Linked DNA regions of Mus musculus: all the other regions are linked to region 2. The links are chromatin contacts, called in public ChIA-PET and HiChIP or PLAC-seq maps. All regions are on one chromosome and are shown on one strand. The core of a region is the stretch at or near the end of the contact, and the rest is flanking DNA. Distances in the headings are between cores, read along the strand shown.

Region 1 (2,700 bases), core at 164-2,663, 460 kb before region 2:
GCTTAGAAAGGACCAGGGTCAAGGGTGGGAGCCTAGTTCAGGCTTCTCTTCCTGGTTTGTCAACCCTGTGCCCAGAGTCAGCAGAAAAATCTCAGCTCTAGGGAGGAGGCAGCACAGAACCCCAGGCTGCTGAGGGAGCAGGGCAGGCAGCAAGATGCCATTGTGTGCCTGCAATCAAGAGGCTTCAGAGGAAATCAAAAGCGCCAACTGGATGTGTGCGCACTGTCTTACACTCGCTCTCAAATACACTCACACATTTGAGTGCGTACAAACGCGCGCGCACACACACACACACACACACACACACACGCACTTCTGCCTCTAAATGGGTCAAGTGGAGGCTGTGGTGTGGGTTAGCCAGGGAAGGCTAGGACGTGGGGTGGGGGTGGGAAGAGCAGCCTGGGCCCTGGTACCCGCTCACTCTCCTGGCACAGGAGATGGCGGCAGCTGCAGAGTGGAGTGGGATGTGAGGATAAATATACACCTCCCATGCATATGGATAATGCCCACAGCTGCCCTGCCTGCGCAGTGTTCATTAGGACCAACTGTTTCAGGAGCAGTTCAGGCAGGCGGGAGGGTGCATGCCCATTCACGGGCTCAGGGCAGGGGGGCTGCCTGCAGCTGTGCAGGCCCCGCCTCCTGCCTGGATCAGCATATCCCAGCCGCGGAATGAATCCTGCTCCCTCCCACTCTCTCTCTGCCCAACTCACTGCCCTGCTAGTTCTTGCAGGTCTTAGGGTGGAGAGAGGCCGAGAGCGAGTCAGGATGAAATCTATCTCGGGGGCTCGGTGTATTGAGGGGAAGAGTCGGGCTGGATTAAGTCAGTCTTCTGGCTTCAGGATGGGCTACTGGTGGCAACCAAAGATGATCCCCTCTTTTCCAAAAAGCCATCTGTGGCAGGGAAACTGCTTTAGCTCTGTCATCTGGGAGCTTAAGGGAAGTCCCAGCCCATCGGACTGGAAAGCCCCAGATCAGCCACGTTCTGTGTATGGGGGCTGATGTGGGGACTGTTGTTCTTCCCTGATTCTGACCTTTTGGTGCAAGTAAGACAGGGAGGGAGGCTGGTGGGCTCTGAAGAGTGTACGGAGATGGGATGGGGAAAGCAGGCGGGGAGGAGCTAGTGACACAGATAAGCCATTCCTAAGGATGAATGTGAAGTTTGTGCCCTACACATGGATACCTGACTGAAAGAAAAGGCCAGGATATGCTAGCCAGTGTGTGAAGTCTGTCCAATGTGGGTCCGAAGGAGGAAAATGGAGACAGATGACAGGCCTCTTTGGGCTCTAGTTTTCAAGACTGCTCAGCAGGCAGAAGCTGTGGGTGTGTGGAGGGGGCGTGTCTGTCCTGCAAGCCGCTCTTTTTCCTCCCCTCCCTTCGGGAAGTCAGAGTGGACGGTCAGGACTGCTGCTCCAATGACCTAGATCAAACTTGGCCAATCTCTGGTTCAGACTGGAAGCAACAGACTTAGCCCAGAACCCGCTCCCAGCTGAGCCCAGCTGCTTTCTTTTGTTTTTAAGGGTGGGGCTGGTTCCTGTTTGGCGCCCTGTGCTGGTGGCCTTGGGAGCAGCAGCTAGGGGAAGGTCCAAAGGCCGAGTGAGGTCATCCCTGGCCCACCTTACTGTGCCTTGGAGGCCTGTCCTCCAGGTGCTCCTAGCCACTGATGGTCCTGATGGAGAGCCAGGGCTTCCAAACGAGGAGCCAGCAGGAGCCCAAGCTGCATGCGGGCTCCGGCTCCTGGGTGCTCCACACTCACTCCTTGTTGGGAGCACGTTTCCTGGGTGCTCCACGCTCCTTGTTGGAAGCACGTGGCTGTGGTGACTACTTAGCAGAATCCACTCAGCCAATCACTAGAAGAGGCAACAGTTTGTTTGGTCCCCAGCCCCCCAGCTTCAGGTACCCCAGCCAAGACTTCTGCCCACTCCTGCACCCCATTTGCTCTCTAAAATTCTGTCATTAATATTTAATTTCTTTAGCAAGGGCTTTTTGTCCCTGGAACACCGCACTTCACACTAAGGAAGGAAATTGCTCTGTAGTTCTTTGTGAAGGGGATTCCTGTGTTCTTTCTTTCAAAACAACTTTTTTTATTTTTTAATTTTTTAAAAGATTGCTGTTGTTTTATTTTTCACATATTGGTGTTTTGCCTGTATCTATGTCGGTGCACTGTGTGCACCTGGGTGCTTTGCAAGAACAGCCAGTGCTCTTACACACCAAGCCAGCCCTCCAGCCTTCTTTCTGGGCTTCTAAGATCACAGCTTTGGAAGTCAAAAAGGAACTGGGTTAGTGCCAGCGTAGAGGCAGGAGGATCTCTGTAAGTCTGAGGCCACTCTGGTCTACATAGTGGGTTTGGGCCAGCCAGAATAACATAATGTGAGCCTGTCTTTTATCGATATTACGATGATGATGGTGGTGGTGATATTTTTTGTGTGTGTAGCTGTGTAAGTGTTTCAGAACTCTCTTTGTAGACTAGGCTAGCCTTGAAATTGGAGATCTGCCAGCCTCTCTCTGCCTCTGGAATGCTGGGATTAAAGGTATGCACCACCATGCCCAGTGAGCCGGCCTTGACTCCTCTGTCTCCTTCTTGTGAGATCTTGGACAAGTAACTCAGTATCTCCAGTTAATAGTGTCCTTGCCAAGGTTAAGTAAGATTAATAAATAAGTTGTTTCTGGGGCAAAAGGATACTGACTTAACTGTTTTTTTCT
Region 2 (2,700 bases), core at 69-2,568:
GGATTACAAGGGCACACCATCACACCCAAAAATCTTTACATAGGTTCTGGGGATTGAACTCAGATCCTGTGCAAGCATTTTACCAACCGAGCCATCTCCGAAGCCCAAGGCCATTTATTTTCAAAGAGAGATGCAGGCAGGCAGGCAGGCAGGCAGGCAGGCAGTTGGGAGCAGGCTTGGGTATTGGGGAAGTAAGCAGGCTAAAGACAGGACGTTCTGGCCAGAAACCAGAAGGCTGGCATTGCTGAGCCCCAGTGTCATGACAAGATCCGGGGTGTGCCTGACTGAAGTGGCAGTCATGTCGTCACAGGTCGGGAATGGTGAAGTGATTCAAGTCTGGTAGTTCAACATAGTCTCTACATGCAAGGAGCTGAAGCAGGGGGATTGGTGTGAGTTTGAGGTCATGGGTGGGATATGCAGGCAATTACAGATCAGGACAGATTGTAAAATGACATCCTGCTTTTAAAAATATATAATAACCAAGAATCTGAAATAAATGATCCTCAGGAATCAGAAAATAAGTGTCTGGTAAGTTCTGTCTTCGGAGGGTTGAAGAAAAGGCCCAAGTAGGGAAAGTGGCTACAACTCAACCGCTCAGGTCAGGAAATGCTGTGGTCTTGCTTGAACAAACGGTCCTTACGCTACAGCCTCCACGAGAGTCAGTACAACTATCCAAACACAGATTCGCGGGGCCAACAGTGGCTGTGCTCTGGGGCTAAGGAGCTACATTCTAAATTCAGCTGCTCTGGGGTCCAGAAATCATGTCGTTAATGACTCTGAAGATGGTGGTTCACGGCGCTGAGAAGCCGTGCTCACAGAGAGGAAGAACAATGAGTTGGCAGAAATTCTGGTCAGCTCTATATCGCGCTGAGGAATAAGGAGCTCAATTTACAAGTCCCCTCTGGGAAAGAAAACACTAACAAAATGCGTTTTAGAAAGACAAGGCAGTTTTAATGAAAAGGGGTGCCACGCCCTGAAGAGACCCAGGGGTCTCCCCCTCCCCCCCAGGGAAAGTCATTGTGCAGAAAGATAAAACTGTTCTGTACCCATTACCCAGCCGCACCCTCCTGCACTCCTAGGAGACTGCTCTGCTGAGCAGATAAGTAGTGTGGTCTCTAACAACCACACAAAAGACCTGCACAGAGCCAGGTGGGGGCACTGCCTGCTGTAAAGGTCTGCCTGAGTCACCCCTGACAGGAACCAGCTTCTCCTAGCCCTGGAGTTTTCTTCACTATCTGTGATTGGGCTCCCCTAGTCTCTGGGCAAAAGAAAGAAAGAATAAATATTAACTAAAGGTGCAGCTGTGGCAGGGTGCCCAGGCACTCCCCTCCCTTCAGCCTCCTTGCCCCCTGACCCAGAGGCTGGAACCAACCGCTGGGCTCTCAGGTTCATGATCTGCTTGGCTGCTCCTGCAGAAAGAGGGGAGAGGCGAGCATTTCTCTGCATAGCCCTGGATGGCAACCAGCCATTCATTGGCGGGAGGGGCCTTTACAGGTGGCTAAAGTGATGTATAGTCACTGCTGGGGCCTCCTGGACTCAAGTAGCTGACCCATATGATCTCCAAGTCAGCCAAAGCCAAGGCCCACATTCCTTCCATGTGTTACACTTCACCAGTTGTTACATTGTGTTATATTGTGTTACATTATGTTACATTAACCAGTAGCCAGCTAAGCAGATTGTATTCGTCACTGGGTGGTAGGGTGGGATAATTAGAGACCCAGTGATAAATTATTTGTTCAATGAGAATAATAATGCCTGCCTCACTCCTTGGCTATTGAATTAAAGAGATGTTAAAGAAATGAAAACTAAAGAAATAAATTCGTAAGTATTTTTTTTTTAAAAACATCTTTCAGGATGGGGAGATGGCCTTGTGGGTAGATACCCAGAAGCCATTGCAGTAGTGTGCATTGCTGAACTGCGTCCTGCCTTGCCGCTGGGATGCCTGGGCACAGCTGGCATGCAGCTCGGGGGAGGCAGAACGAAGTCCCCAGAATGGTGGTCTGCTGCGGGGTCTGGGACCTATGCCGTGGTTCCCAGTCTCCTATGTACCTGGGCGCCACTGGCATACAGCTGGGAGTCGGGGCACAGGGTCCATGGTCCATGCTTCCCCTTGGGGCATCCATGCACTGGACAGGAAGGGGAAGACAGAGTCCAGGAAGGGCGGGACCAGTCTGATTACAAGTGAGCTCTGGAAGAAGAGAGAGAAGGACTTCTTCGGGAGTTTAGGCGAGGCTCTTTAAGATGAAGGCCTTCCCCGCAGCTTGCTTGGTCATATTGGTTTATTTGATGGTGGATATTAATTGCATACACTTCACTCAGGGTGAACCGGGGATCAAATACCTTTTGCGGGAAGGAGTGCACAGGAAGGGAAGCTAATTGGCTGAACCCTCAGGGGCTTATCTAGGTACCTCATTAGTGTGGAGTACTTGAGGTTTTTTATGCCACATGACTGATCACCACGGTCCTCAGTGGGGTGTTGTGGTTTCTGTTCCAGGGCAGGTAGAGGCGGCAGGGAACGGCTCCGCTCCTGCCGGTCTCAATCCCGAGATCCCTGGGACTTGCGCTCACTCAGCCTGACCACTTCTCATGCCTGCCTGGTAACAAGCTCCCATATGCCCTACAGTGCATCATCCTAGCATTTCTACAGCAACACAGACAGAAGAATTCCCAGACGCTTGTGGGCCACTTACCCTAGGGTTG
Region 3 (2,727 bases), core at 30-2,529, 370 kb before region 2:
ACATACATACATACATACATACATAAATACTCATACACACCAAATAAATAAATTAGTTAATTTTTAGCTATGAAGATGAAGTTCACATTCAGTGTCCACTTAGTTTCTGACAGCCAGCATCTGGGAAGGAATTGCCCAGCGTCGTTCTGATGCAGGCTCACGCAGGCTCTTAACTCATCAGTCACAGGAATGCTAGCCTGGAAGCTGATAGACATGAGCAGGCCCAGAGCAGTTAGCTGGTCCAGGCTCACGAGTCTGTGTGTTGCAGTGGCTGCCATCATGAAGTGCATGTCAGAGCTTGGCAGAGTCTAAAAGGCCAGTCTCCCGGACGTCAGCCCTTAGAGCTCTACCTCGGTCCCTTTGATCGCTATCCTGGGCATTTTCACACCTCTGTTGTGCCCTTCTGGCAAATGGGGAGAGTAATATCCTGAAATAGACATGAAAATGGCTTATACATTTTGACTCTTTTGAGTTGATTTTCTACATTTTCTTGGCTTGCTTGAGTTCTTGGTCCCTGGGTGTGTCTCCTGGGGACACTGTTTTGAGCACAGCAACCTTGGAAGAGTTTTGTTTCTTAAGATTCTGGCAATGAAGAGCCATGTGTGTGAAGGCAAATAAGCTGGTATCTGCCAGCCCATTTGGGGGTGGGGGGGGATAGTTACTCTGGACTGGGAATACAATTCTCAAAGTCTCAGGAGGCTGGAGAGGTGGTGGCTCAGTGGTTACTCAGTGGAGGACTCAGTGTGAGTGCCAGCACTCACATGGTGACTCACAACTGTAGCTCCAGTTCCAGAGCATCCGATGCCCTCTTCTGTGCTCAGTGGGCACATAACGTACATGTAGACGAAATAGACACATTAAAAAAAAAACACTTTAAGCTCTGGGGGGAGGCCTGGCCCTGCCCTTCCCCTAACTTGGACCCCGGATGAAGGCATTTTTGAAGTGTATTGGAAGCATAGGGTTCAGGAGTTGCTGTGACTGGACATGGAGTGACATGGGGCTAAGCATCCCTTGCCTGTGTGGCGCTGTCCTCTTGAGTTCTGCCACCCTCTGTTTGCACCCGCTTGGCTTGTATGCTCTCACAGTCCTTACAACCTGCAGGCTGGTTGCCTAAATGCTCTCTCCTGGCGTTTTTTGACCACGTAACCTTAAATCTAGAATAGGTTTGGTTTCCTCCTAGTTATAGGGCGGAGGGGCTGGTGGTAAAGGAAGGATCGCCCGAATAGATGATTAGTGTAAGATCCAGGAAGGGAGGGGCACAGTACCGTAAGCTGTGCTTCCAGTTTGTTCCTGTTTAATCTCACCATCCTTCATGCTGCCTCCAGGCACTGCGGATGTTACCAACCCAGAGCTGGGAGACCGGAGCTGGGAGACCGAGCTGGGTAGCTGCTCCCTATTTCCCATAATCAAAAAACCGTGTGAAGCGGTTAGCTCGTGTCCAGGTCCTCCCTGGAGAAAGGGAGTTTTGCCCCTGAGATGGTTTAAATACTTGTAATTCCTCAGCTGAGAATTAAAGATGAACAGATTGTGAGACACAAGGCCCCTTTGGTGGACTACAAGTCTGTAGTCCTAGCACTTGGGAGGTGGCTGGAGATAAAGGTCTGTTAAGTTGCAAGTTTGAGGCCAGCCCGGACTACTGGAGACTGGCAGTCTCAAATAACAATAACAAAAGGCACACACAGGAGGGTTTCCTAACCCCTTCCTAAAGTTTCTCGAACCCGAGGTCAGATTCAGGTATTCTCCTGATCTTGTACTGGCTTGTCGGGTTTTTGTGGCCAGGAAAATGAAATGTTACTAGCACTCCTGTTTTGCAATTCCTTCCTTCCTCCACTTTTTCCCCTTGTGTATGTATGGTGTGTGTGTGTGTGCGCGCGCGCGCACATGTGTACATGTGTACATGTGCATGAGACCACAGGTTGAGCGTGGATGTCTCCCTCAGTTGCCCTCTACCTTATTTTGTTGAGAAGAAGACTCTCACCAAACCTAGGTCCGTGCATGAGATTTACAGAACCTAGGTTATCTGAGACTTTTATCGAGCTGCTCAGACCTTAGAAGAGGAGCTAGGCTTGGGGTGGGGGAGGACGGACATGAGGAGTCGCAGGAGGGGGTGGAGCACCACTAGGAGGCTTTGTGCAGATGCTGGGACCCATCATCCCGGGCTGCTTCAGGTTGGGATGCTGCGAGCCCTTGCCTTGGGTCAGCCATCACTGCATTTGCTTTCCCACCAAAGAGTGGACCACGTTATTTTTGTCTTGCCCAAAGTTTACATAAAAAGTGAACGAAGTCAGCTTTGGTGGAGCCCAGGAAGCCCCAGTCATGCTGAGGGAGTTCCATTTCCTGTGGCTTCTGGGTGTGAATCATACAGGTGATGTGACCTGGTCTCTCTGTTGTTTCCGTTCTGTCACGATCCTCCTATTACAATTTCCTCCAGTGCTACAGTTGGAGCTAGGGTCTCACACCTCTCATGCAGCAGGCAAGCACTCAATCCCGGAGAGGCATCCCTGGCCCTTTTATTTCAGTGCGGTTTAGGATACGTGAAAAGTCTCTGCAGACGGCTTGCTAATTCCCATGTGATTCTTGGCTATGCACCTCTTTGGTTAGATGTATTTATAAGGTCAGAAAAACACCCAGATTTTGGCACAAAAGTAGACTCTTCTGTCCCCCTTGAACAAGTCGTGCTCCTGGAAGTGTCTGTTCTTCGTCAGTGATGCCTAGAGTCACCAGGAG
Region 4 (2,714 bases), core at 92-2,591, 510 kb before region 2:
CAAAGTCACAGATCAAACCCCACTATGCCAAGAAAGGGCCCAGGGAAACGCCGGCACCCAGAGCGCCGAGCCTGCTGTCACAGGCTGCTTTCTGCCACTCCCAGGGTCTGCAGTGCCTCCTGAGCCTCTGCTCAGACCTGAGTGCAGGTGGACGAGCAGGAGGCAGCTGAGGACTGCAGGCATAGGGTACAGAGAGAGCCAGCCCTCTGTCCCTTGGCTGCTTGAACCATCCCTGTAAGTCACAGCTGGAGTGGGAGGGCCAAGGAGACTGTCTTGCATCAGCCTTCAGCAGCCTTCCGAGAGCTCACTCCCTGCTTGGCCCCTTGTTCTGGCCACCAGCCCAGGGAAAGGCAAGGCCAAGGCATCTGTCCTCTCAGTGCCGGGGAAGGGGAGGCTAAGGGAGCCAGAGCCCTTTGCAGAGCTGGTGGGACGGCCTCAGATGGGCTTCCATAGACATCTCATCCTGGACTGCCACATGGTCCCCCAATTCCTACTAGCTCAGGAGGACTCAAGGTACTCTGGAGGGCAGATGTAAACTCACACACAGGGATGCTGCGAAGGCAAGATCTTTCCAGAGTAGAGGCATGGCCTCATCCATCCTACTTCGTGTAAGCCAAGTCCAGAGCTTTATGAGAGGTCTCCAGACCCCGGAACAGGCCAGTGTCCCTTCCTAGCCCTGGCACTCTTCGCTGGGGGCTGTGGCAGGCTTCCCCCTTGGCCTGTTGACTCTGAGTTGCCAGTCTTCTGAGCAGAGCCCCGCCCAAAGCTGAGTCAGTTTCCGACATAAGTTCTTAGCCAGAGCTATCTGCAGGAGAGACACTTCAGTCCCAGAGGTCGCTGAAAGGTCATATGACCAAACATGAGATTATTTTTTTTTTTAGGCCTTGCAATGCTTTCTCAGCTGTGTGGTGTCTGATAGCTCACCCAGGTGGTGCTCTTAGTCCCAGCCACTCCCTAGCAGCCCAATGGGAGGTCCTGGCTTGGGAGAAGACGCCTCCCAGCTGTTCCCTGTGGGAAACCTCTGCTGAACTGTATCCCAGCCCAGGAACAGGCTTCCCAGATCTCTCCAGCCTGTCTTCTTCCGTCCCCATATACACCTTTGGATGTGGTGTAGAAGCCAACCTGGGAGTCCCCTGCCCGGCCCCTGGCCCTCCCTTTCTGGTGCCTACCGTTTCTCCTTCCGGTGGGCCTGCCTATACCTGGTCTCCTTTGGAGATCTTGCCTTGGGCCGTCTCCAGACCTCTTTGTTCAGTCCAGTGCCTATTACGTTGCAGAGCAAACTGTAATTCCCCACTGTGTCGACAGAGCAGGAGTCTCAGCCTGCTCCTGGCCACCAAAGCCAACTTCTCACCACCCACCCAGAGCAGGAAATGAGCGAGCGCCCCCACCACTCACAAGCACATGCCTCGCCTCGGCCCCTCCCAGGACGGGAGTGTCTGCCTCAATGTGGGGAAGGGGAGCAGCCGACAGGAGCCCTTGCTGGGCTCCACCTCGATGCCCTCATGGGTGCCAGGGCTGCTCCTTGGCAGGCCATGCCTCTGTAAAGAGCACACTTCCTTCCTGGAGAAGAGGAAAGGGAGGGAAAGAAAGCCAAGCTTGCTGGGGAGCAGAACAACATGTCAACACACGGAGCAAACAGGGCCCCAAGACAAAGTGTGGATTGTCATCACACCGAGGGAAGGCATGGGCACTGTCAGCCACTTAGAAATCCGTTGACCGCAGACCTTGGAATGAGTGTCAGATTTGTGGCGGTTCAGTCCCCGCCTGCAGCACAGCCGGGCCTGCCCGGGGCAGGCACCAACAAAAGATCACTTTTCAGGTTCCTTTCTGGAACTTGCTGGAACCTGGAGAATTGAGAGGTTGTTGACAATCCTTTCTCACCGCCAATGAGCCAGGCTGTCTGACTGCACTGCACAGGTCCTGTGATGGGAGCCCACTGGAGTGAGCTCTGAACCTTGGCTCCAGACCCTCTCTCCAGCTGACCAGGCCCTCACAATCAGTCACCCAGAGGTAGAGCTGCAGTGGGGAGCTGCTGGTTCACACTCTTCTCAGCCCTCCTCCTCTGGGCTCTTCCTAGCACTTCCTCCCCCTATGCGCTCTCAGGGTGCCTTGTGAAAATGCAGGTGTTTTTGCATTGCCTTGGGTAGACTGTTGTCCAGAGTGAGAGCATGTTGCCCAGCACATGTGTTCTCCAGAGCCCTCCAAGGGAACATGTTACTCAGAATGGTCCAGGGGCCCTTCCTCTCTCCTTAGAGGGTCTCCATCCTCCAAGGGCTCTTTGAGCGAAACCCTCAGTGCTTTGTCCCGGTTCTTCAGACAAGCATAATAGAGTGCAGCGAGTGTTGGGATGGTTTGTCATTGCTGCCGATGTTTCTAGACGAGGGGAACTGTTAAAATGTGTGGACTCAGAATGAAGTGTGGTCCTATAGGTCTCTTTAATCCCAGTGCTTGGGAGGCAGAGGCAGGAGGATCTCTGTGAGTTTGAGACCAGCCTGGGTGTGTGTGTGTGTGATACTCTGCTTCCAGCCCTGTTGGAATGCGCAGATACACTCCTGACTGGGTTGAGGGTACTGTTCTTCCTGGTCATTGGTAAAAGCTACCATCACCTCCCCCATCAGAAAGAGGAGAGCCCTGAGTATACACATCTCTAGAGTGGGCACACCTTCCGCAAACAGGAAAAGAGCATGCTCCGTCGCCACCAGGTAGGCACTGTT
Region 5 (2,700 bases), core at 60-2,559, 330 kb after region 2:
TGTTTCTGACCTCAGGAGACTTGTTTCCGCTTCAGCTCTCTGTGCCTCAGTCATTCTATCTACAGAATGGACACAGTGACCCTTTGGATTGTGCTCCTTTCAAAATATTAGAAGGGAACAAAGACAGGCCTCCCTCTTGAAGGGCCCACAAGTGCCACTCCTGGGGTACACCTATATACAGGGCCTGTCCCCAGCAAACTGAAACCAAAATGATCCTGACTCCTTTTAAGTCCCACCGGGCAGGCTGTGGGCAAGCAGCAGAGGATGCTGTGGTTTCAAGGACCCTTTGACTCTCCCTGCAACACGCACAGACTAACTTTTCTCTATCTGCCGAGTGTGCCTTTTCTTGCCAAGGGCATCAAGGGATTTTGATCCATTCTGCAAAAACCCTGGAGCTAGCAGATCCTGCCAAGCCATGGGCATGGTCTCTGTCAGCTCCTAATGACAAAGTGGCCTGCTGCAGGACCCCTTCTGGACCTGGCTTCATCCAGAGCCTGGGCCCTCTTCCCAAGTCCTGGTGGCTTCCAGCTCAGCAGGAGGTGGTCAAACTCACCACCCACTCACTGGCCAGACACTAGCCAACCTCCCACAGGGCCTGGCCCTTCCTCAGACATCTTGCTAGGGGTCTGGGGACTCTGGAACCTATTGTGATGTCATGCCTGCCCTCTCCACCAGCTGGCTGGGTCCTCCCACTCCTGCCTGGATCCTAGCTGGCAGACACACAGCTCGACCAGGGAAAGCTGTCATTGGGCATCTCTGAGCTAAAGCTACCATCTCTGGGCCTCAGATGGCACGGGGTCAGTCCCTGAATGAGGGAGGGATGCTTCCATACCACCTTGGCCTTGCATTAGCACAAGCCAGCTAATTAGCCTCGAGCCAGGGAGACATTCTTCCACCACCAGGCAAACTGCTGGCCTGCAGCCCAAACCAACAGGGGAACTTCAGACTCTTCGGCCCTCTCCCTCTCCCTGCCAGATGGAAATAACGTATAGCTGCAGAGGTGGGGGGAGGAGGAGAGGAACAAAAACCCAGCCGGGCCCAGGAGCCAGGCTGGAACCAGGAGTGGACACGCACTCACCGCTTTCGTTCTTCTCGATGACATCTACCACCTCCCCGGCCTGGAGGCTCAGCTCCGAGTTCTCTTGTTTCTTATAGTTGGACACCACCACGTACTGTTCCAGGATCATGGGCTCGGCGTTGGTGTCGGCACCTGGCGAGGGCAGAAAGCACGCGGTGAGCCAGCGGCCGGCTGTAGCCCCGCGGCCGGGGCGCCCTCTGTCCATCGCCCTCGAGGGAGGCTGCTCGGTCGCCAGCTCTGCACCGCGGAGCAGCCCGTAGCCAGGGCTCGCAGCTTGCCGGGCCCCAAGGACAGGCCATATAGCAAGGCCCCACACCGGCCCGCTGCACCGCGGGGACCGGGGGACATGGGGAGCCAGGGGCCGGGGGGGGGGGAGGAGAAGGGGGTGGAGAGAGGCAGAGACAGGCAGAGACGGAAGCCAAGGAAATTGAGGGAAAAGCCTGCTGCTGCGTGCGAAGCGTTAGTCACAGGCCGGCATGGGGGAGTCTGCTGAGAGGCCCGGGGCCTCCCATCTCTCCAGACTCTTGGGCTGGCCGGGGTGTGAGAGCGGGACCACAGGAGCACAGTGGGCGGCCCATGAAGGCTGAGGCCAGAACACAGGGGCGAGAAAGAAGAGAGAGGGCTGGGAGGTCCAGGAGGCTGGCTGCCTCTACCCCAAGCCTGTAAACCCGGAGAGAAAAGGAGCGGGGCTCCCCTCAGGAGGGAGAGGGAGAGAACTCCACAGCCGAGGTCCAGCAAAGAGTCAAGAGGCTTTGAGGCCGCCAATCACTAGGGCTTACTCGCAACCCTTAAATAGAAACACATGAGACCCGTCGAATGAGGAGCTGGGGGCGGAGGCAGGGGATGGGAGGAGGGCCCAGACTATTTACTTGAAACCCAAGAAGAAAGTCCCAGCGCCAGCGCTGGCGGGCCGAGCGCCCCTCCCTCCCCACGCCAACTTTTCCCCAAGTTCGGCTCCATTCCTGTCCTCCTGGTTCTCCAGGGGCCAGGCAGATAGCAGCTTTAGGCTTTCCAGAGGAGCCTTCCTGGGTCTCTCTGCCATCTCAGCCAGCAGAGGCTGCCCGGTTCCCCTTGTCTTTAAGTGCTGGGAAGTTTTAAAAGCCTTGGAGTCAAAGGCCAGGGTGTATCAGAGAGAGGGCCTGTGAGTCCTGCTTCCAGGAGCAAGGCAGTTCTTTGTCCTGTTTGGCCACTGTATTGGTGTGACATTCATTAAACAAGCACCAAGCTGGCAAATGGACAGGCTGGGTGCCATCTCGGCTTAAAGGGTATATGGCTGGATGTGCCGTCACATCTTTCCTGCTCTTCAACTGATACTGTGGACACTCCCAAAGACAGTATGCCCTGCTAGCCTTATACAAATCCACAAGCCAGAAAATGACTAATCACCTCTTTCAGGAAGCCTTCCCAGACGCTCCACCCCCGAGGGAATTCCTAGTACATTTCTTACAACCATATAGTTGCCAGTCAGTCTGTAATTCCCACAGTAGTGGCTGAGGCAGGAGAATCAGGAAGGAGTTCAACATTAGCCCGGGTTGCCAGTCAAGAAACCTGTCTCAGAACCAAAACAAATGCAAACCTCTACCCATGTTCAGGAAGGCTGGGGCTTAACACCACTAGTGTGG

Evidence for each region. ChIA-PET counts read pairs in DNA pulled down with a chosen protein or histone mark. HiChIP or PLAC-seq counts read pairs in DNA pulled down with a chosen protein or histone mark.
Region 1: a contact with region 2 is called in a FOXA1 HiChIP or PLAC-seq map of pancreatic cancer cells. The contact joins two enhancer-like sites. A contact is called at or near these places in 6 of 115 datasets of contacts at active chromatin or transcription factors (bone marrow-derived macrophages, extraembryonic endoderm stem cells, memory CD8 T cells and 3 more).
Region 3: an RNA polymerase II ChIA-PET map of memory CD8 T cells shows a contact between it and region 2, with 12 read pairs. The contact joins two enhancer-like sites. A contact is called at or near these places in 1 of 15 datasets of contacts at CTCF or cohesin (large pre-B cells), 5 of 484 Hi-C or Micro-C datasets (embryonic stem cells, liver, nephron progenitors and 2 more) and 9 of 115 datasets of contacts at active chromatin or transcription factors (bone marrow-derived macrophages, effector CD8 T cells, embryonic basal ganglia and 5 more).
Region 4: a contact with region 2 is called in a FOXA1 HiChIP or PLAC-seq map of pancreatic cancer cells. The contact joins two enhancer-like sites. A contact is called at or near these places in 2 of 115 datasets of contacts at active chromatin or transcription factors (embryonic stem cells and pancreatic cancer cells) and 1 of 9 other capture datasets (adipose tissue).
Region 5: a contact with region 2 is called in a FOXA1 HiChIP or PLAC-seq map of pancreatic cancer cells. The contact joins two enhancer-like sites.

The regions. Positions count from the first base shown.
Region 1 is chr19:46,523,373-46,526,072 of GRCm38.p6, forward strand. No RefSeq gene overlaps it. Among named protein-coding and RNA genes, the nearest start is that of Trim8, 23 kb to the left of the region's middle. Within about 2 kb of position 1,414, at least 254 of the 459 cell types and tissues checked have an H3K27ac peak or open chromatin away from gene starts, as enhancers often do. A contact at or near this core is called in bone marrow-derived macrophages, extraembryonic endoderm stem cells, microglia and 1 more, where this site is marked.
Region 2 is chr19:46,987,598-46,990,297 of GRCm38.p6, forward strand. It overlaps a transcript of Nt5c2 not described here. Among named protein-coding and RNA genes, the nearest start is that of Ina, 26 kb to the right of the region's middle. Within about 2 kb of position 1,319, at least 127 of the 459 cell types and tissues checked have an H3K27ac peak or open chromatin away from gene starts, as enhancers often do. A contact at or near this core is called in adipose tissue, bone marrow-derived macrophages, embryonic stem cells and 4 more, where this site is marked.
Region 3 is chr19:46,615,237-46,617,963 of GRCm38.p6, forward strand. All of the region lies in intron 2 of Wbp1l (WW domain binding protein 1 like), which reads left to right. Among named protein-coding and RNA genes, the nearest start is that of Wbp1l, 17 kb to the left of the region's middle. Within about 2 kb of position 1,280, at least 37 of the 459 cell types and tissues checked have an H3K27ac peak or open chromatin away from gene starts, as enhancers often do. A contact at or near this core is called in embryonic stem cells and memory CD8 T cells, where this site is marked.
Region 4 is chr19:46,478,155-46,480,868 of GRCm38.p6, forward strand. All of the region lies in intron 10 of Sufu (SUFU negative regulator of hedgehog signaling), which reads left to right. Among named protein-coding and RNA genes, the nearest start is that of Trim8, 22 kb to the right of the region's middle. Within about 2 kb of position 1,342, at least 170 of the 459 cell types and tissues checked have an H3K27ac peak or open chromatin away from gene starts, as enhancers often do. A contact at or near this core is called in adipose tissue, embryonic stem cells and pancreatic cancer cells, where this site is marked.
Region 5 is chr19:47,312,957-47,315,656 of GRCm38.p6, forward strand. It overlaps Sh3pxd2a (SH3 and PX domains 2A), which reads right to left. Exons shown (of 15, transcript NM_008018.4): 8 at 1,079-1,210. Among named protein-coding and RNA genes, the nearest start is that of Gm29834, 28 kb to the left of the region's middle. Within about 2 kb of position 1,310, at least 228 of the 459 cell types and tissues checked have an H3K27ac peak or open chromatin away from gene starts, as enhancers often do. A contact at or near this core is called in pancreatic cancer cells, where this site is marked.